Linked DNA regions of Mus musculus: regions 2, 3, 4 and 5 are each linked to region 1. The links are chromatin contacts, called in public HiChIP or PLAC-seq and promoter capture Hi-C maps. All regions are on one chromosome and are shown on one strand. Each heading gives the region's core, a stretch centred on a gene start, on an enhancer-like site or on the middle of the called end of the contact. The rest is flanking DNA. Distances are from core to core; before and after follow the strand shown.

Evidence for each region. Promoter capture Hi-C pulls out the DNA fragments that hold promoters and counts their contacts. HiChIP or PLAC-seq counts read pairs in DNA pulled down with a chosen protein or histone mark.
Region 2: a contact with region 1 is called in an H3K4me3 HiChIP or PLAC-seq map of embryonic forebrain, with 8 times the contacts expected there. The contact joins the promoter of Lcorl here to the promoter of Pacrgl in region 1. A contact is called at or near these places in 1 of 484 Hi-C or Micro-C datasets (CD4 T cells) and 3 of 115 datasets of contacts at active chromatin or transcription factors (astrocytes, embryonic forebrain and large pre-B cells).
Region 3: an H3K4me3 HiChIP or PLAC-seq map of pro-B cells shows a contact between it and region 1, with 8 times the contacts expected there. The contact joins the promoter of Med28 here to the promoter of Pacrgl in region 1. A contact is called at or near these places in 3 of 39 promoter capture datasets (the C10 cell line, embryonic stem cells and pre-B cells), 2 of 484 Hi-C or Micro-C datasets (B cells and CD4 T cells), 4 of 115 datasets of contacts at active chromatin or transcription factors (astrocytes, large pre-B cells, pro-B cells and 1 more) and 2 of 9 other capture datasets (adipose tissue and liver).
Region 4: a contact with region 1 is called in a promoter capture Hi-C map of pre-B cells. The contact joins the promoter of Ncapg here to the promoter of Pacrgl in region 1. A contact is called at or near these places in 8 of 39 promoter capture datasets (the 3T3-L1 cell line, cranial neural crest, frontonasal cranial neural crest and 4 more), 4 of 484 Hi-C or Micro-C datasets (CD4 T cells, CD8 T cells, Th1 cells and 1 more), 3 of 115 datasets of contacts at active chromatin or transcription factors (astrocytes, large pre-B cells and pro-B cells) and 1 of 9 other capture datasets (liver).
Region 5: a promoter capture Hi-C map of pre-B cells shows a contact between it and region 1, with 7 times the contacts expected there. The contact joins the promoter of Lap3 here to the promoter of Pacrgl in region 1. A contact is called at or near these places in 6 of 39 promoter capture datasets (cranial neural crest, frontonasal cranial neural crest, hippocampal neurons and 3 more), 4 of 115 datasets of contacts at active chromatin or transcription factors (astrocytes, embryonic forebrain, embryonic stem cells and 1 more) and 2 of 9 other capture datasets (adipose tissue and liver).

The regions. Positions count from the first base shown.
Region 1 is chr5:48,371,070-48,375,006 of GRCm38.p6, reverse strand. Pacrgl (PARK2 co-regulated-like) reads right to left here and starts at 2,615. Exons shown (of 9, transcript NM_025755.3): 1 at 2,512-2,615; 2 at 760-827; 3 at 469-623. The coding sequence starts at 811.
Region 2 is chr5:45,856,260-45,860,576 of GRCm38.p6, reverse strand. Lcorl (ligand dependent nuclear receptor corepressor-like) reads left to right here and starts at 3,037. Exons shown (of 7, transcript NM_001163073.1): 1 at 3,037-3,230. The coding sequence starts at 3,080.
Region 3 is chr5:45,517,827-45,521,977 of GRCm38.p6, reverse strand. It overlaps Med28 (mediator complex subunit 28), which reads right to left and starts at 1,749. Exons shown (of 4, transcript NM_025895.4): 1 at 1,494-1,749. The coding sequence starts at 1,652.
Region 4 is chr5:45,668,510-45,672,505 of GRCm38.p6, reverse strand. Ncapg (non-SMC condensin I complex, subunit G) reads right to left here and starts at 2,581. Exons shown (of 21, transcript NM_019438.1): 1 at 2,373-2,581; 2 at 1,283-1,486; 3 at 5-233. The coding sequence starts at 2,483. 1600023N17Rik (RIKEN cDNA 1600023N17 gene) reads left to right here and starts at 2,798. Exons shown (of 1, transcript NR_073433.1): 1 at 2,798-3,805.
Region 5 is chr5:45,491,140-45,495,413 of GRCm38.p6, reverse strand. It overlaps Lap3 (leucine aminopeptidase 3), which reads right to left and starts at 2,040. Exons shown (of 13, transcript NM_024434.6): 1 at 1,853-2,040; 2 at 133-248. The coding sequence starts at 1,954.

The DNA.
Region 1 (3,937 bases), core at 1,366-3,865:
GCACTGTATGGCCTGCCTGCCAAGTACAGATATAGAGGTCAGAGGATCTGTGTAACTTCTCCAAACTGGCTTTATGATTCTATTAAACAGAGGATTACAGTATGGCTTCTGGTAGACCAAATTTGCAGAACATAAAAAATGTTTAAGAGTTTTATATGAGCACAGGATGAATTGAATGAGCCACTCCATGGCGGCTGAATGCAAGTTACTAGGCTGACATCCGAAAGTAGCATAGAACAAAAAGCTGACGTTCGATTTACAACATAACAAAATTAACATAGCCAGCTAAAATCTAGCAGAAAGGCAACCTAAGAGAGCATTCACAATGGCTAAACTGGAATCAGCTAAATGCCTATTCCTATAAAATGTACTTCTTTATGTACTGATTTAAAATATACTGTAAAGTATAAAATATAATGTCCTTTTATAAGAAGTAGACAATGTACTGCCTGAGGAAACTGCACTCACAGGGTTAATGGTTTTAGGGTTGAGCTTATCACTTGGCCGAGGACGAGCCCTTCTTGCAGCCTCTGGAGAACTGGTTAATGAGGAGGATTTGCTCCGCTGAACCGTAGTCCTGTGTTTCATTTGTGTGCTTGAGGATGTACGTTGATCATTACTACCTAAAACGAAACTAGCAGAACATCAGTACAAAAGAGGGAATGCAACAGAAACTGATCCTGCATCCACACGGAACACAGACTGCACTGTGAACTAACAAGCCTGGGGTCTCCCTTTGCAAAAAGGAAACCTCTGTACCTGTCGCTCTGTTTCTCAACTGCACACCTCCAGAGCACTCTGATCTCTGCATAGCTTCTCCTTCACCCCTGCAGTTAAAGAAAACAATTTCAGAATCTGTTGATCTTCCAAAAATGAATACAGTTATATACAGATGTGGGTGTGGAGGCCCAAGGTTACCATCTTTTTCAATAGCTCCCTTCCTATGTATTGGGACAGGATCTCTCACTGAGCCCAGAGCTCCCCTTATTGGCTAATATGGCCGGTCAGCTTGTGCCAGGAATCCCCTTGTCAGTGTCTCACATGTGCTGGGATGACAGGCAAATCACCACCTAGGCTCTTAACCGATGCTGTGTGATCAGATTCCTTACCAGCTGAGCCATCTCGTTGGCCCTACTTTCTATTTTAAATCAGTTTCAAAGCCACTGAATCTCTTCACTTGAAACGCTTTTAAACATCCTAGAAAACAGAGCTTCCATTAAGCATTCGAGGTAGTTTGCATCATGTGTCTGTACACATGAACATTACTGTCAGCAAGTGACTGTAGTCATGGAGACCAGAGGCTGACACTGGCTGTCTTCTGCTATTGCTCTCAATCATTTTGGGAACCAGGATATCTCACTGAGCCTAGGGGTTCAACTCAGTTGGTCTGCAAGCCTCTAGGATCTTTCCAAAATACTAAATGTTTGCTTTTTAATCAGAGTCCCATTACATAGAATTTGCTATGTAGCCCAGAGTGGCCTTGAGCTTAGAGCGATCTACCTGCCTATGTCTCTGGAGTTCAGGAGCCCTTAAAGGCATGTGACAGCATATCTGGCAAAAATAATCTTTAACTGCTAAACATATCACTCTTTACTTTAAAAGACAACACAAGTATATTTGGTTTAAAACAATAATATCCACCTGAGTGAATATTATTCCATCACTGACAAGCATGGCCTCATATATTTTATGGAAAAGGCTTACTTCCTCCTTAGACTACTTTGGTCTTTAAATGACTTGAAGTAGGTAGTTCGGTATAGCAGTGACTAAAGGAAATAAAAAGGTGAAAAACACGCTGCTATAAATGCTACCAAGTCACCCCTCATTTCTTCCCTAGAGTTCCACATAGACAAACCAGAAACCCACTTAATGTGGAAGGCTTACATTATGTCACAATGTCAGAGGCGTAAACAACAAACACAACACAGCTTTCATTGGCGTCTCTGCCTACAAGGGGCTGGCGGCACCTGTATATGCTAGGAAATCCATACTATCTTTGCTTTACACATACCAAATTTCAGTAGCCACTAGTGTTAAGATCAGGGCACTGATCGCCAACTTTCTTCTATTCTCTAATTAGAAACCTAGAAAGTTCCAAAAGTTCCAAAAAGTTTTTTTAAAAGTCGCTCAGCTAACGAAGCTGTTGCCCAACTGCAAAGGCGCTTCCAACTGTAACAGCCAAACTCATCCTCTTGTTTAGCATGAGGTAAAATCTGCTTTCCATCTTTCAATCACCCCATCACCATATCAACCCACTTCGCAGCACCTAAGTTCAATTTAGCTCCAGGGTGTTATTAATTACTAAAAACGAGGAAGTGCATAGACACCGTTGGGGGTTGGGGGGGGGGGTGGATAGATACGCGCGGATTCCAGCTACAGAGAACTCAAGCCAAGTTCCCGGAGCCACTGTGCTCTAGGGACCTTAGCAACAAGCTCCGGCGGCTCCAGCCACCGGAAGCCGGCGTGAGAGAGCCCCACACCGAGGCTCCGGCCTCTGGTGCCCGCTCCTACCGCCTCTCCCGCCGCCACCGGCGCTCGCCGCCGCCCTCGTGGGGCTCCCCTCCGGCTCTCCGCACCAAAGCCCTCTGCTACAGCTGCAGGCAGCGGTGATTCAGGAAACCAACTTCAAGTAGCATAGACATCCGGCGCCGCACAGTGACGTCATACGCGCGCCGCTAATGCTAGTCCAATTATAGGGAGACTATAGCGACGCTCAGGAGGTTGCCTGGCAACTGGGGGGCGTTCCAATGGTCACTGTCCATAAGGCTCACCTGTGGACCTTCTCAGGTGACAACAGAGCCCTGGGAAGACCTTAAAGGAAGTTTACGTTTTAGTTTTCGGAGAAAAGACGCTGATTCGCTCTAGTTCTCCGGTCCTGCATCTCTCCAGTCTACGTGCTTAACTCATAGCTTCTCAGGACTATTTAATGTCCTCCAACATGATTGACTGCCTTAGGTCCTGACAGCCATGGGCTTCTTTTAGCTTCCTGTCAGGCTAATTCCTTTCCTTACCATTTCATATGCTCTTAACATTCAACTGCAGAATGCTCTAATTTTATAGTATATAATTATAACATAATTTTAATTTTACAATACTCTAATCTTATAGCTACAAACATTATTTTGTCCTTCATTACTTTCAAGAAATTGGTGTTGGGGCGGGGGGGGGGGTGTGTTCCTTTGCAATTCCATCAGCAATAATTTCGGTAATATCTGTTAAATGATCAAATTCTTTTAGACCTTTCTACTTCACTCTTCTCTAGAAATCTCTTTGTTAAGCCTAAAGTCTTAGCTATTTCCTCAAGTGTGGGGTAGAAGTTTCATGTTTTATTTCAGACCTTAGACCATGTATGATACACAAAATTTTCCAGTTCTTTATTTTAAAAAAATGACCACAAATTATGTAAACCTCCCTTAATTCTAAATAAGACTTTTCTGCTTTATGTTTTTGGTTTATAAAAACCTTGTCAGGGCATCATTCAAAAGTGATGAGTGCTTTCTGGGCCATCCTAGTTTGAGGAGCTTCTAGGAAATCCACGTGAGACTGACTAGAAGGCAGCTGGATAGACCAGATAGAGGTTTGGAAAGAGGTCTAAACCGAGGTGTGGATTTTAGGACCAAAAGCATGTGGGTGATGATAACCAGGAACATGAGGTGAGGTGCAAGTGTTTCTAGAACACTAGAGTGTATGAGAAGCCCCTTCTCGTCTTATTTTAGATATAAGGGAATACTTTATTTTATATAAGAAAATAAAGGGATGAGGTAGGGGTGCCATGTGTATCTACCAATATGGAAAAAAATCTGAAACCACAGAATAGTGTAAGTTCTTTTTGCTGCCACAGACCCACTCTGAAATTTTTAGCTCTGTCTGAGGGTCATTGGTGTGAACCATATCAACTTGCTCTTTATTTTTGGCTTTTATTTGGATTTACTTAGTG
Region 2 (4,317 bases), core at 1,788-4,287, 2.5 Mb after region 1:
TACCTGGGGATCCATCCCATAATCAGTCTCCAAACGCTGACACCATTGCATACACTAGCAAGATTTTGCTGAAAGGACCCTGTCTCTTGTGAGACTAAGCCGGGGCCTAGAAAACACAGAAGTGGATGCTCACAGTCAGTTATTGGATGGATCCCAGGGCCCCCAATGGAGGAGCTAGATAAAGTACCCAAGAAGCTAAAGGGGTCTGCAACCCTATAGGTGGAACAACAATATGAACTAACCAGTACCCCCTGGAGCTCGTGTCTCTAGCTGCATATGTATCAAAAGATGACCTAGATGGCCATCAGTAGAAAGAGAGGCCCATTGGTCGTACAAAATTTATATGCCTCAGTCCAGGGGAACGCCAGGGCCAAGAAGTGGGAGTGGGTGGGTAGGGGAGTGGGGCGGAGGGTATGGGAGACTTTTGGGATAGCATTGGAAATGTAAATGAGGAAAATACCCAATAAAAATATTAAAAAAAGAAATGATTGTGCTTTTAAGGTACTGTTAAAGATTGACTTGCTACATAATAACAAATGATTGATACAATAGGTATAGGAAGTACTTGTGACAACACTGTCTTTCTACAGAGTATCAATAGCTTCATATCACATATTTGGTATGTTAAAATCTGTTGCAGCTGAATTTTTGGTGTAAAAGACAATATTGGATATGACCCTCTTTCTCCTGTTGGCTTTCTAGATATTCTAATTATTCATCAAGTCAATAGATAACAATTAAGTATCAACTGAGTATCAGGAATAACACTAGATGCTTAGACTGATATGACCTGACCTTTCTATGTTTATGGGGATTGTTATAATGGACTGACAATACATGCTATGAAAGATTCTACGCTATTAACAATGAAACTGATTTCCAAAATTATTTCCATGTTGTTGTATCTAGTCATGGTTTCCTCCTTGTCTCAGAAAGTCCAGAGATGTGTTCTATTCCTCTTTGTATTTTCTCTTTATTTGGGAGAAATATTTAATTCCCCCTTTCATGGGACTTACACATCTTCCTATTGTGTAGCATAATATATTACCCATATTGACACTGGGCTTGGCAATGTTACTTGTTTTAACCATTGAGACTTAAATGTGATCCATGTTGAGACTTGATGGGCTAGGGTGGGGGGAGATATCTAGGGGGTTCTCCATTTCCTCAGAGGAGGAAAGGGGGAGAGGAACGGTGGGGGAGGGGGGACAGAGGTCTGGATGTAAAGTGAATAAATAAAAAAATGGTCATGATTAGGGGCTAGTAGCTCTCATGCTGCCTTTTGGAACCCTGTGACAGCCACCATGTGGACAAGTCAGGGTAGACCCTTGAAGAATAGGAATACTGGTTTCTGTGATCCTGGCAGACAGCTATTCCCCCAGAAATGAAAGTCCCTTTATCTGTGAAACCACCTCACTATCCCATAGTTGATATTTTAAGCTATTAAGTTTTGGATGGTTTGTTAGGCTCTCATAGTTATTTAGTCCACCATTCCTTTCAAGTTAGCATGAGCACATACTTTCATTAAGTAACTTTAATCAGACACTTCTAGAAGCTGGGCCATGCTTTTGGGTCCTGTTCTCATGTCTCTTTTGATGGTGCCTGATGAGCTTTCAGATGGAAACAACTATTCCATCTTCCCACTCTAAACTATGGAGATAAGCCACTCCTATTTTAAATTTCAGTTTCTGAACCGCCATCTAGACTATCTCTACTCTACACATCACCTTATTCTAGCCTCCCAAATGATAAGATTGCAAACATATATTCATAAACACATGGCTTCAAACTTCACATTCGAAAATTTCTGATGAAGATGTAATGCTACATTTTTACTTCTGATGCAACAAACGCTGAGCAATAAACTACTCTAAGAAGAAAAAAGAATGATAGATAAGACTATACCACAAGATAGGGCAATACAGAATTGAGAATTTGAGTTCCTAAGAATTAAAATATTTTTTTCCGCAAAGGTGAGTATAAATGCCCAGTAATGTACAGCACTTCTCTGTAAACTCTGGATGGCTTACAAGCTCTTGGTCCCCTGTGACAATACTGACATAAGTGTAGAAATGGCTCTGGTGCAAAAGTTTTTTTTTTTTTTTTAAGTAATTTTAAGTATATACTTAATCAAAAGATTCTCCTCTCCCCAAGGAAGTTTTCTCTAGCACAGAGCAGGATCCATCTATAACAATTACAAAGTGTTAAATCCCATGCAAGGTTAGTTCCCCCGATTTTTGTAACTAATCTCGCTTTTCAAGATCTCTTCGCTTCACAAAACTGATGTCCTCGCACATCTTTTCTGGATGCAGTAGGATGATTGGCAAGCGCTTTCGCTGAAAGTGAAGATAGATGACATTGACCCTGAAAAGTTTCCAGCACTTAAGGAGCTGCCTAGCCCAGCACCGCCAACTCTTGAGGCTTCCACCGTACTCCCCTCTTGGAACTCGAGGAAGCAAGCATTTGGGCGGAGGGAGTTAGAGGCTAAACCCACTGGGGGCAAAACATTAGAAGTCTGGGGCCGAGCTGCTATCTGGAAAAGTGCGAACTGGCTAGGCTAGGAGAGCGCTCAACGCGAGAGGACTACAAAGCCCAGAGGGCACAGCGTCGCTCTCTTGCGCTCCTCTACGGGACCTGCACGCAATGGAGGCTGGGAAATGAAGTCTTCGGACTTCCAGCGCTCCGCGCGAGGGCAGAAGGGAGGCGTTGCTGGTCCGCTCCTTCAGCACGCGGGTTCCTGGCTGGCCTCCGGGTTTCTCGCTCCCGCTCAGGGTTTTCGTGGACGGCGGGAGCAGTATGGCTTGCCTGAGTAAACTCTGGGGGGAGGAGGGGAAGGGAGTGGGTAAGGAGGCGGGGTCAGCGGAAGCGGCAGGTTGCTTCCTTCTCTCCGCGCTCCCTCCCCGCCTCTCCCCGAGGGAGCGGTGGGAGGGGGAGGGGAGGGCAGGAGGAAGGTAGTGACACGTGTCAATCAACCCCCCTCCGGGGGGCGCGCGCTCCGGGGCTCGCGCCGAGGGCTCGCGCCCCTGCCTCGTGCCTGCGCCGCTCGTATGTAAATGAGGGCGCGTGACGCGGGACGCAGATGGACAAGGGAAGAGAGAGAATGGCCGCTGCCGCCGCTGCTGCCGCCGCCGCCGCTGCCGCTCAGTGCCGGAGCCCTCGGTGCGCGGCGGAGAGGAGAGGATTCCGGCGGGAACTCGACTCTTGGCGCCACCGCCTCATGCACTGTGTAGGTAAGAGAGACACGGGCCGGGCCGGGCTCGGCGCCACGGTGCGGCTGCCGGAGGAGTTTGTGGCTGAGGGGTGTAGTTGGAGCTCCGGTTCGGGTCAGTTCAATGGGGAGCGATGGGAGCGGCGGCGGCGGCGGCGCGGCGGCCCCGGCGGCGCCTTTTGTCTCGGGGCTCCCTGCCCGGCGCGGTCCGCGCCCCGCCGCCCGCCTGCCCGGCTCCGAGCTCCCGGGGAACTGTTAGTTCGGACCCACTCTCCGAGCACCCCGCGGAAGCAGCCCGCCCGCTCGTGCTGCCCCGAAACTCCTCGGCGCCCGTCGCCACCCGCCGGTGCCCCTGTCACCGCGGCTCTCCACCGGGGCGGAGGGGACCCTGGAGCGGCGAGCCGGTCCGCGCCCCCGGCCGGGCGCTCACACACCCCCTTCTTGCGGCCCTGGGGCTGGCGGCGAAGACGCTGCCTAGTTCCTGGGACGCGGGACCAGGGGTTGCGGGGCGCTCGCGGGGCGGGGGGCGGGGGGCGGGAGAGGGTCGAGGGGCGATGGGGGCGGCGCCTGAGGGGCGGGGGGCGGCCGCCTCTGCCCTCTTGCGAGTGGCCTCGGATCTGTGTGTACCCCTTTAAGAAGGAGCCGCTCGAGCTGACGGTTGGGATTTGAAGTTCTTCCTCCCTCTTTGGAAGTCTGGACGGATGGGGGGTGTTGCTATGGCGACGGCACCCTCCCCACGCCCCCCCCCCCTTTCCTTGAGGACGCCCCGACGACTCCGGTCCTCTTTTCGCTGTCATGTGATGGACTCGCGTAGCCCTCCCCGCCTCCCATTCCTGTTCAAATGCAGTTCAGTTTTCCGTTTCGGTGGGGTCTGATCGGTTTTGCTTCAAACTTGCGCGCTCCCGGCTGTCATTCAGTGGGCTGCTCCGGGTAGCGGGAAGTACTGGGACTCCCTTACCTTGTTGCGGTCGCTGCTTTTCCTCACTCAGAGTGCGACGTGTGCCCACAGCTGTTACCCAGCAGGTTGGTTCAGTGCAACAGAGGGGCTGCGAGCGGAGGGTGTGCTTCGGCAGGGGTTACGGGGTAGCTTTTGAGGGGAGGAGGTGGGA
Region 3 (4,151 bases), core at 500-2,999, 2.9 Mb after region 1:
TATAGTCTAAGTACTTGGGATACCATTTGGCATTTCATAAGTAACAGGTGTCTGTATAATAAGTGGTGTCATGCGGATAACCAAATCCCAAAGAGGGAGTTTTGAAAGGGTGCCAACCGAGCTGTACATGTGAGTGCGCCACAGGGGCACAAGCAGCCCTCAGACAGACAAGCATGACAGCAGCTGACAGAGGAACACAGTCTGAGAACAGACCCCGACAGCCTTGAGCAAGCACCGAAAAAAAAACCACAAAGACACAGAACCAAATTTAGGTTCCGAACACAAGTCAAAACTACACCCAAAGTTCCTCTCAGAAGCAATGAATCCTCCTGGCTAGCTCCAGATCTGATGGATGGAAACAGTCAAAGGATTTCCCACTCCTGTAACAGCTCGACCAACCAGACTGCCTATTCTGTGTACGGTAAAAGTTAAGTCTTGTTGGACTTTTGGGGCGTGAGCATGATGTGCAGATTTCAGAAAACCTATGGCCCACAAAGCTTGGGGGCGGGGGGGGGGGGGGCTTCACCAACGGCAGTAGGCCATGCAGACTTAAAAAAAAAAAAAAAACCAAACCTAACTGCAAGCCAGGCAGTGGTGCTGCACTTGTTCAATCCCAGCACTAGGGAGGCAGAGACAGTTGTGTGTCCAAAGTCAGCCTGGTCTACAGCGCTTGTTCCAAAACAGCCAGGGCTACGCTGAGAACTTGTCTCAAAACAAAACAAAACAAAACAAAAAGACAAAAACTAACTTCAGAAACTTTAGTTCCTGCTGCACCTCCCAGCCCACCCCCCCCCCCCATCCTTTGAAAAACATTTAAAGCATGGACCTTTATGGACAGTCAGTCTTACGGAGGTTAAAAACAACGCGTGCCCTTCTATTAAAAGCCCAGTATTTTAGGACTGGTGCGATGGCTAATCCGGTAAAGATGTTTGCCACCACACCTGAGTTCCATCCCTGCATCCAAGAGTGGATGGACCCAAGCGTTCTACTAAGGTTTCCTCCCACAGTGAGAACTCAACTTATGCCAACAAAGAGCATTTACCAAATGAATAGAAAGCGAAAGCCAGAGAAGTCAAGGGATGGCACCCAAACAAGCTAACAGGTAGGCAGGTGCCAGGGGCCATTGGAAGGTCTACACAGAACACTAGAGAAAAACAGGAAAAGCGTCCAGTATGTGACCTGGAAACTCAGAGGACCTCAGCCGAGTGGGCCCGCTCCAGGGAAGACCAGATCCTACTAGACCCGCAGGGGATCCAACGAGCCCCGAGGTGGATGGGAGTTGGGCGAACTTCAAGGCCACGGTCTCCAGAAATGTCGCGGTTGCGGGGGCAGACCTGAGACGACCGGCCACAGGTAGTACCCAATCTACGGCAGGCGACTTCCATTCTCCGGTGCCCCGCCTCTACTAAACGCCGGGACCGAGAAAGGAGTTAACCTGCGCGCCTTCCGCACGCCTGTGAGGGCTGCACAGAGACGCCCACATCTCGGCTTACCTCGAAGGATGACTCCAACTCGTCCACCAAAGTGCTGTTAGATGGTCTCGGGGCCCCAGGGGCTGCTTGCAGAAGCGACGCCTGGCCTGGGAGCCCGGGCGGCGGCGGCGGGGGACCTGGAGGCTGCCCAGTGAACATCCCTCCCAGGGACGCCGCCATGTCTGCAACGGCGGGCGGAAACGACACCGGGCCTGTGTGCGCAGGCGCGGGCAGCCTGATCACGTGGCAGGCCTGGTCACATGACGGGCAGTTCGCCTATTCGCCCGGAGAAAGGATTTACCATCATCCTTGTTTCTGTGCGGTCTGCCCAATTTATAGCCGACCTGGGTTTACTCTTTTTTGACCTAAATACTAAATGCTGGGACTGGTTTAAACCAGTCACTTGCAGAGACCGAACAAGGGCGCTGGCCTCCCTGCCTCCAGCCAAGCCCTTGGGCTGTCCCTAAAGACCTTAGCCGAGTCTTTTCTGCGCTCCTTTAGAAAAATGAGTCATCAGTTCATTCTAGGGTGATTAAGGGCTTGAGATGTACCAAATGCCAATCTAGTCACTTGTTCTGGCTGGAACAACACAAGTTCCCTCTAAATTCTGGCGTGAGGTGACATCCTGAAGGATACCAGTGTTCCTGGCACTTTTCTAATCGTATATGATAACACCGGAGGGAAAGTGACTGCATCTGTTTTCATAACGGCTTTAATGTTTGCCTGTTCACTAATTCAGAAGCCAAATAGCCTTGTTGTCGTCGTTGTTGTTTAATTTTACAACACTTAAAAAAAAAAGAAAAATTATCAGCTGACCAAGTTTTCGCCGAAAGATTTCCTTGCCCTAGACAGAGGGTAGGGAATAAGTGACAGGAGACAGGATGAAGGAGAAGAGAAGGATGGGGAGTGGTATTTGTCACTGGAGGATAAAAGACTGCCTCTAGATAGAGAGGAGACAGATGCGGCACATAGTAAAATGGACATTTATAATGGTATAAAGGGAACCCCTGTGTTAGAATGATGTGTTCAATTTTAGTTGGACAAGTTAATTAGGTGAGCCAACGGGGACTTTTCATTGCTGGACTTCAATACGATGATATCTTCACCTTGGTAGTCAGCCTCAGGAAGTGGCCAAATAAGTGAACAAACCTCGGTGGCTAGCTTTAGGAACACAATCTAACAGTTCTTAGTAAAGCAGAGGAAATGGAGGAGCCGAACAAGGATTGCCAGAGCCATGCTCAAGTGGACTAGTGTCCCTTCAACTTAACTGAGTCCTTCTAGTTTCCAGATAGGCATGTTTAATAATCTAGACATAGTAGTAAATACCCCAAATAGGAAGAAAAACCTCATAAATACATACAGCATTATTTGTAGAGATAAGTACTGAGGGAAAATGCTTGGGAGTGGACAGCTAAGTGCTCTTTGATGTGGAGGGCCTCTCTAAAGAGATCTCATTTGGAATGAAAATTTAAATGGAAGACCTTTCTAGAAAAAAAAACCTAAAGAAATACTTTGCGGGGTTAGTCAGGTTTTAGTTATCTATATGCCCAACATCCAGAACTCTGTCTAGCAAATATAGAGAAACACTTGTTGACTGAAAAATAAGCGCAGAGGCTTGAGCAGATGGCTGAGCTCGGGCTGGGAAGGCTGCATCTCAGCACTGGATTGGCCCAGGCTGCAGTGGGCCCATGGCAGCAGTTTCTTGAGTCTGACACTTAACTAACTTGTCTCAACCATGCTCTGAGCACAGATGAGGAGGTGCTGGGTCTATGTATGTGTGAGGTGGATACCATCAGAACTGTTCACATTCATTCTGGCATTATCTTGCAACGTTGTGACAAAAGAAAGGACCATGTAGAGATTTCTTCAGAACAGTCATCTGTTGCAGGATATTTGATCACATTGTGAACAGTGAGGCTGTGTTTCTAGTTGTTGTGTGGCTCAGCCTTAGCACACACCTTTAATCCCTCTGGCTGGAATACAGACATGCCCTTTGGACACACCTTTAATCCTAAATAATGAAGGTAAAGTTAGTTTGTAAGTGATGTCTAATTGAGACAAATAAATGAATCAGAGAAAGATTTTGACAGAATAGGATGAGAAGAGGAAAAGGGAAGCTACTTAAGAGAGCAGTGCAGGGAGGGGGGGAGAGGGAGAGGGGAGGGGGAGAGGGAGGGGGGAGAGAGGCAGTTTACCAGGAGAGTTTTACACAGGTTGAAGAGAGAACAAGCTAGATAGACACAGGTAAATACACAATGAGCCAGAGAATGAGAAGGAACCAGAAGAATTGAACAGATTCCTAGAGTTAGTATTAGGCAAAGCAGAACAATTCGGGAGAGGCTGAGAGAAGGAAACCTGAATGAATCAGTCAGCCTAGAGATGAGTTTGAGCCAGAACAGCTGAGTTGAACCAGCCAACAGAACTTAGAAAGAGCTAGAAATGGTGACCCCATACAGCAGCAAGTCTCGGAGGCTAAAAACACTCAAGGCCTAGGTAAGACTGTATGGAGGCTAGAAGCTTCCAGGACTAGGCCTAGGTTAGCAGAGGCAGTAAGTCTTTGAGACAACAGTTCCACCAGGTGAATAAAAGTTATTTTTACGGCCATCTGCAGCCTCAACAGATGCAAAACTGTTGGCTAAACTAACAGGTTGCCCTATGAGAGTTGTTAGCTGTTATTAT
Region 4 (3,996 bases), core at 1,332-3,831, 2.7 Mb after region 1:
ATACCATCAACTACTGGGCAATCATCGTCCTTGGGATCTTGGAGTCGAGAAAGAGCCAAAACTGCTTGTATTCTTACATTTGGAATCTTATCTTTCAATCTAATTAGCATGGCTTCATTAATCTTATCAAATAAGTCATCATCAATTTGGGCATTTTCTGGCATATTCCCAAGTAGTTTATTAGTGAGCTGGCACACTCTAAATCTGACTGCACTGCTGTTTGCTTCATGAGACTACACAGAAAAAAATCAAAAGTTACTCCAAGTCACATTCCACTCTTAAACAGCCAGGACCATTTTAACTTTATGTTCAAAATTAAAAGTTGGCAATATACCCAGGTAGATAGTGTAGGCCTACAGTACCACAGTGAAAAACAACAAGTTCAAGGCCTGTTCGGGCTATGTCTTAGTCAGGGATTCTATTCCTGGACAAAACATCATGACCAAGAAGCAGGTTGGGGAGGAAAGGGTTTATTCGGCTTACACTTCCACATTGCTGTTCATCACCAAGGAAGTCAGGACTGGAACTCAAGCAGGTCAGGAAGCAGGAACTGATGCAGAGGCCATGGAGGGATGTTCTTTACTGGCTTGCCTCCCCTGGCTTGCTCAGCCTGCTCTCTTTAGAACCAAGACTACCAGCCCAAAGATGGTCCCACCCACAAGGGGCCTTTCCCCCTTGATCACTAATTGAGAAAATGCCTTACAGCTGGATCTCATGGAGGCATTTTCTCAACTGAAGCTCCTTTCTCTGTGATAACTCCAGCTGTGTCAAGTTGACACAAACTAGCCAGTACAGGCTACAAAGTAAGCTCAAGGACAATATGGGCAACTTTAAAAAATCTTCTCAAAACAAAGTAAAAAGATAGGAAGATCAGTATACCAACATGTGTAAAGTTAGGTTTAATCCCTAGTACTATGGAAAAAAATAAAAATAAGACAATAGCAACTCCTTACTTGCAGAGACGTTATATTGTATGTGCATACGAGGCAGATGTTATACTCTCAAATAGGCTGAAAAACTATTTGCTGTCACAAAATAAGCCTATCCCTCTCTATAGAATTTCTTTAACTTAATCGCAGAGAGAGGACATTTACACCAAAAGTGAGAATTTAAAGTTAAATTTTTAATGCTGGAGTTATCCTTTTATCTTAATGACAGTTGAGGTTTCCAGAAAAGACTTATCTTATTCACATACATTTTCTCTATCACTGATATTTTACTGTGGAAAATAACAAACATAGCTAAATATATTACTTCCCCAAAGTAGTAGCTTTTACAGTACCTGTAAGAGAAAAGTAAACAAATAATTTAAAATGCCACCATCGTTCTCTTCCTCCTCTTCTTCCTCATCAGACTGGTGAAATGAAGTAACAAACTTGGCTGTGAAGTCCATGACCCTCTCCACGGCAGGTTCACGCTTATATACCACCATAGCATACTTAAGGTAATGAATAAACTCCTCCTGAAAAGCTGTTTTATCATCCATCTGAAAGAGAGAAGAAACGCCTCCAGAAGCTGCATTAATAAAAATTCTTTATTCCCAACACTGCCATAATACTGCTGAAAGTGTTACCCTTAGGTTAAACTCTAAGGTTTCTTAATAAACTATCAATTATCCAAATCAAGGAAGGGAAAATATATCCGCACAAACTTCTCTTCAGTATATAATTTGTACCTCTGAGAAAACACAAAGCATAAATCTGAACAGTGCAAAATTATCTCATTTTTCTCTCAACGCCTTTGGATTATCGGTATTTTTCTTACCGGATTAATGCAAAACAAGCTTCGCCATAAATGACTCAAAATCAACAGCTTTGTGTTTATTTTACTTAGGCCTTCCTAGCATCCGTCAATTTCCTTCTGTCATAACTTACACATTTTGCTCCCTACCCTTGATCACTTTTATATGTCCTTAACTTTCCGTGAACTCCAAAACAATGTATCTTCCTCACATTCGCTGTCCAGTAATTCCCCGCCGCTACACTCGACACACAATTGCCATGTACGGGAAAGACTGGGTGCTTATGGTTTCCCTAGCTGGTGAAATGAAGGTGGTTTTAAAGCTTAGGAGTTGGTTGAAACAACTTCATCGATTGCCTGAGATGAACCAGAGACCTCCAAGGAAATAAAGGCGTCTGAGATTCCCTGCGCAGATCAACAAGTCACTGAGGAACTGAGGATAACGGATAACTCCCCGCATCCCCTGGCGGGATGAGGATGGAGAAGACGGGTGACTGCGTGTGGCCGACGCCGGGCGTTCTGCTCACTGGCTGTGGCCGGGAGACCTCGGGCGAGCCTCGGATCCCATCCCTCCGTCGCGGGGCGCGCAAGGGCAGAAGGCGAAGCCCGGAAGCCGAAGCCAGGCCGCTTACCGCGCCGTACGTGCGGCTCAGCGCCACCACCAGCTTCGCCTGGTTCTGGTGCGGCTGCTGCGCCAGCTGAAACGCCTCCTTCACAGAAAGCCGCTTCTTCTGCGCTGCCATGGCGCCGGGACGGGAACTGCCCGAGAGAGACTGTGGTTCGCGATCCGAGGAGGACTCAGTTTCCCGCGGCTTCCGACACCCTAGCCCTGCAAGGCTCCGAGTGACGGGTTAGCGCCAGAGTTTTCAAACAACTATCGCGGGAGGATGAGATCTCGCGAGACTTCCGCCGGAGGGAGGGTCGGAGAGCGGAGACCTGAGGGTCCCGGAGCTGACTCCACCCTCCGCTCCGCCCCGCTGCTGGGACGCCTGGGGTGTGGCCTGCCGCTCTCCCAATAGGAAAAGGTGTTTGTATGGGAGGCATGGGCGGGGCCGGAAGTAGTGCTGTGGAGGAGCGCGCCTGAAGTGGGCGTTCAGCTTTCTGAATTAAACTGGTGGCCTTCGGTGCCTTGCGGGATCTTGTGGTTGGGAGTGAAGGGAGAAAGCGGAGGACTGCCGCAGCGACTGGCTGAGAACGGGTAAATCCCGAGCGAAGGAGTCGTTTGGGAGATGTCGTACGGAGCCCGCCCGGGGCTTGGGGATGTCAAACTTTCCGAGGGCGTCCTGGACGAGGGCCTCCGCAGTCCTTCGGACCCCGTGGGTCCGGGCGGGAACTGCCCGTCCGCGATGAGACAGTCTGGGGGACTGGGAAGAGAAAGGCAGGGTCAGTTTAGGCTGCAGCCGCTTGGAGATGCTCCAGCGTGACGGATGTGCTTGACAAATCTGCCTAACAACTCTGCTAAGCAGAGGAGAACGCAGACAGTATAAAAGGAATTTGGGGGTCTTGACTAAGATCGCGTGCTGGATATATAAAATTATTTCTAAATGCCTCACCTGGGACATAGGACATACCACTCCAAAACCGGGAAACTTACTTGGTGTGTTGCTTGATGACTTGGGAAACATAAATGCAGCCACCTATTCCGTCTGTACTGGAAATCTACATTGGTGACACGTATCAGGAAGAGGGCTGCCTCCAGACTATGTTGTTCTGTAGGTACTCTGGGAATCCCTAGAGGACCTGGGGAGATAATGATTCATGGGTAAAGTGCTTGCTGAACACACATGAGGATCTGAAGTCACATGTGATATTTCACATACAAACACCAGATGTTAACATTTGTATGTAGTCCTAGCACTTGAGGGTGCTGAGAGCCAGACAGTGGATCTTAGGCTCATTGATCTGCCAAAGTAGCAAGCTTCAGGGTGGCTGAGAGCCTTTCTCAAACAGTAAGGTCTAAAGTAATCAGTGAAAACACTCAATGTCTGTCTCTGACCTAAACATGCATGTACCACACATACAAGATAAATAAAACTTTAAATAAATGATAATAAGATGAGAACCAATATGTGTGTGTGTGTCATTTGTTTTTTATGTAAACAGACAAACTAAAACTTAGAACATATTAATATTTTGTGACAATCTGTGACCTTTCATTTTAGGTGCTTGCTGCCTTTATTGTTTTGTTGATTAAAAAAAAAATGTCTCATGAGTATTTTATCTAGTTATTTCAGTATCAGTGAAATATAAGGAATC
Region 5 (4,274 bases), core at 791-3,290, 2.9 Mb after region 1:
TCTATGAGTTTGAAGCCGGCCAGCCTGATCTACATAGTTCCAGGACAGCCAGAGCTACACAGCAGAGACCCTGTCTCACAATGCAAAATACACACACAAACAAAAAGGAACCCCAATTATAGTAACACTTACATGTTCAACATTTCCCTCAGCTTTCCAGACACCAACTTATTAAAACTCTCTCCCGCACTTGTAAATTGTGGCAGGTCATCATCTTTGTCTTTGGCATAAATTCCTAAAACAAGGCCCTGAAAAAAAAAAAAAATCAAGAAAGATAAATACAATCAGAGTAGATCCCCCAGAAAGCATTGGCTGTCCAGATGCAGAAGGGGCAAGCAATCCCATTAAAACTGTCTTTTTCCGCAGAGGCCAAGAGCAGAGCAGCAGCCTCCACCGCAGCAGCTAAAATCCCTACCAGGGCAAGACTGGAACTGGGTTATGTGAGACATCTTGGGCCAACCCTAAACCTGAAAATCACTTGTTTCAGATCTACTGTCTCAGGGTTCGGTCGTTTAAAATACTTGTGTTTTGACTCTGTCCACTCAAGGGTTAGCTGCAGGACTTCCTACAGACATTCAGAAGTGAGTGAACACTCAGTTTTTGGAGTGCTTCAAATTTCAGATCAGGGATGTCCACATTGTTTAGTACCCTGTCAATCAGGGAAAGTGTGTGACTTTGCAGAGAGGGCAGAAGAAGCAGGGCCTTCTGCCAAGCACTTAATGGTGTGGCTCCACATTTCTGTCACACGCTCCCCGCCCCAAACACCTGAAATAAGGATGTAAAACCACTGCTCATCATTTGACTTCACAAGGCAATTTACGACTTTTAAAATACTGCCTCCCTTACGGCCACTTCAAGGAGTACTTTTCTCTCATTTGCCAGATAAGGAAACCTAGTCCCTGACACTGGAGCTCCTGCGTAGTTAAACTTTGACAGTGCACATGCCTTCTTTCTGGTCAGGGCCCTTTCCAAAAAACACCCCAGGTACTCCGGACCCATCTTTCCACTGAAGAAAACAGGCGTCCTTAGCAATGGTAAGTGCTAGGTTCTAACTTTCCCAAGATTGTTCATTCTGGGGTTCCATGAGACCAACCTGGGACAATCCAATGTTACCGGCCAGGGCTGGAAAGGTGTCTGCCTAACTCCTCTGCTATCTGTGATAACTGCAGGCGACCTGAGTTCAAAGCTCCATCTGGAACATTCCTCCCTCACCAGGTCCTGGAAGTATGACCTGGAAGTACTCCAATGAGCCCTTCCAGACTTTTCCCATCTGAGGGTCCTTCATAATTTCTCAGACTATGGAGAAGACCCTCTTCCAATTTCAAGATGACCTCTCTCAATAAAACCCTTTCCCCTAAAAGGACAGAAACCCAATCCAGCAGTTTCCTCCCCCAGGGCCTTCCACTTCACTTCAGCGGGGGGAGGGGTCCAGGCCCTGTGACTGGCTACTCTGGAAGCGTAGCAGGCTTTGGGACAATCCTACCGTCGTCCTTTCTAGGGTCTCTGTGAGAACTAAAAGAATTGGCGAACTAGGCGCGTGTAATTTTTCAGAGCTCAGTTAGAGGAGTCAGTAAACACTGGTTAGGTGGAGTGAGCGGTTCTGCTCAGCCTTCAGAACCCAGCACTGTCCAGTTAGGAAGAAAGGACGCGCCCTCGGCAAACAGCATCGGCCGCCCTCGTCGCAAGCCGGGCCCAGGCTGGTGTCCTGCAAACCCAGGGAACTTTTCTGTTCAGCTCATTTCTGCAACTTGATGCGTCCGTCCGACACATCGCGGCCTGGATACGCCGGGTCACCCTGCTGCCCGCCGCCAGGGCTCGCGCGGCCGCCCGAGAGCGAGCCGCCTCCACTCACCTTCGTCATGTCTGCGGTGGACAGACCCCGATCCCAGAGACCTCTCACTCCCAGGCGGCGGAGCGCGACTCGCGCGGCAGCCGGAAGGGGCAGCAAGTACATCTTCTCGGCTCGGCCCTCGGCGCCGCCCTCCAGAGAAGGAGCACGTGGCGCGTGGCAGGGCGCGCGCCTGGAGGCGGGACCTCCGGGGTCGCCGGACGCGCGCTTGGAAAGCCGGACCTGTGCGGGGCCTTGGGGGCGGGGCCGTCGGCAACTGGGCGGAGACCCGCTACTGAGCCTTAGGGAAGGGCGGCAGGCCCTTGGGGGCGGGGCTTCTGTTCTTGCGGGCCGGCGTCGTGGGCGTGGTTTCTGCGGGCTCAGGGGCGTGTCGGCTTGCTCGTGCTCGCGTGGGAAGCCTGAGAATTTGGTTTAAGGCAGTTTAACAGAAGTATGTCAATTTTATTTAACAAGTTTGTGTATACATGGAAGCCCTTACAGGAAAATGAGGATCCTGAAAGTGATCAGGTCCAAGTGCTTATATTGAATAGTAAATAGTTATGAAAAAGTAACTAAGCATAAAGGAAAACAAAAAGAATGTAATAATTAGCTAAATAAGGTTCATTTGGGCAGATTTCTAGCTTCCTTAACGCCTCACCTCGGGTAAAAGTATTTGGGGTAGCAGTAGTTTACATGGTGGTTTGACGTTCTGCTTTGGGGTTTGGGAGACCCAAAGATGGCTCTTCTTGCATTTAGTTCTATTCAAGTGCCTTTTAGGTGCAAAATATTGATGCTCAAGTGGCATACTTTAATGTAGCATATCTGCCATCCTTCATTATCCAATAAGGGCAAGAAGTACAGTGATTACAAAAACTGTTTTGAAGAGTGTCTTATGTAGACATCCGGATATGGGCCATGATTGTCCCCATTAGTAGCCCACCCTCACTACTGACAAGGCTCATATTTTAAAGCTTTGGTCAGCAGCTCTTGGTCAGCAGCTCGTGGTGCTGCAGGGAGGAGGTGGAACACGTAGAACATGGGACCTAGTAGAAAGAAGTTGGGAGGTTTCAAGGAAAATGCTGTGATCCCAGGACCCGGCTGCCTGTCTCTGATTCACCACAGATGAAGAGGCATCCCATCGTATGTGTTCAGCATAATTGCTATGCTGGCCCTAAACCCGTGCACTGAATGACCACGGGAACCTCTGGAGCTAGGAACTAAAGTCTTTCCTCTTTTTAATTTGACAGCTTCAGAAAGTTTTGTCCTGGTGATAAAAAGGTTACTAACGTAATAAGATCAAGTTCCTTCTGCCTTTTTTATTTTGTTTAAGGACATTTCTTCCACAAGAAATGCCTCCAGACCATCCCACTGTGGGTTTTATGTCTCCTACTCCCAAAGCAACCTGTCTCAAATTGCTAATCACCTGTATCCTGCTCGTGTGTGTGTGTGTGTGTGTGTGTGTGTGTGTGTGTATGTGTGTGTGTGTAGGACGTGGCTTTCACTTCTGTGTATTCATGCCAAAATCTAGCATCTAGTCCATATCTAGGGCCTATGCAAACAAGGTGCTCATAAATATTTGAATGAAAGTATGATCAAAGTCCAGTTGAGGTTGCAGCATTTAATTAAAGACCAGGCCAGCTGCCAGTGGGATTTCCTGATAATAAACTGCATGAGAAGTAGAAAGATAATTAAAGGGACATCGGGATCAGGAAGCGCATAGGCTTGGCATGGGGTGGAGACATCAGCCTGCTCCTAATAAAAAAGAAGATACAAAGACCAAGTCTCTGGTTTAAAGAGAATCTTAAAAGGCAAGAAGCCCATTTACTGTGGATGAGGGAGTCAGCAGGGAGCCAGGAATGATCTTCATAGAAGCTGCAGGGAAAGCTATGCTTTAATAGATGCACCAGTTAAACCCATTAAAGCCCAGGCACCAAAATGTGTGTGGGTCAGCTTAAGGGAAGGAACCAAAGCACTTCCCCTTTGGGGTAATCCGACCAAGAGTGAGCCAAAGTCCGACCTCCCAGCTTCTCTCCCTGTGTCTTCCAAGGATCTATGGCTCCTGTTTCCTGGCTTGTCTGCAATCTGCCTGTTGTTAGGAGTCTGAGTCTGTGTCCGCCTCAGTGCCGTCTTGTGAATTTATCCCTCACAAAGCTTTTAGCTCTCTCTTAATGAGCAATGCAGAAAGCGTCACATGGGGGAAGGGAGGGGGCTACTTTACAGAAATCTTTTGCAGTTTTACAAGGAACTGAACTTTGCTGATTCCACCTGACCCAGGAGCCTTCAGAAGACTAAGGACAATAAGGCAAACTCTTGCAGCCTATATCCAGGTTGAACAAAGAGGCTGATTACACAATAGGACATAATTCTGAAGTCTTAAAAACTTTCAAGTTGTGCTAACTTGGCAATGGGGTCCAGCAAAAGTTTCAGTCTCAGAATGTAAGAAAGC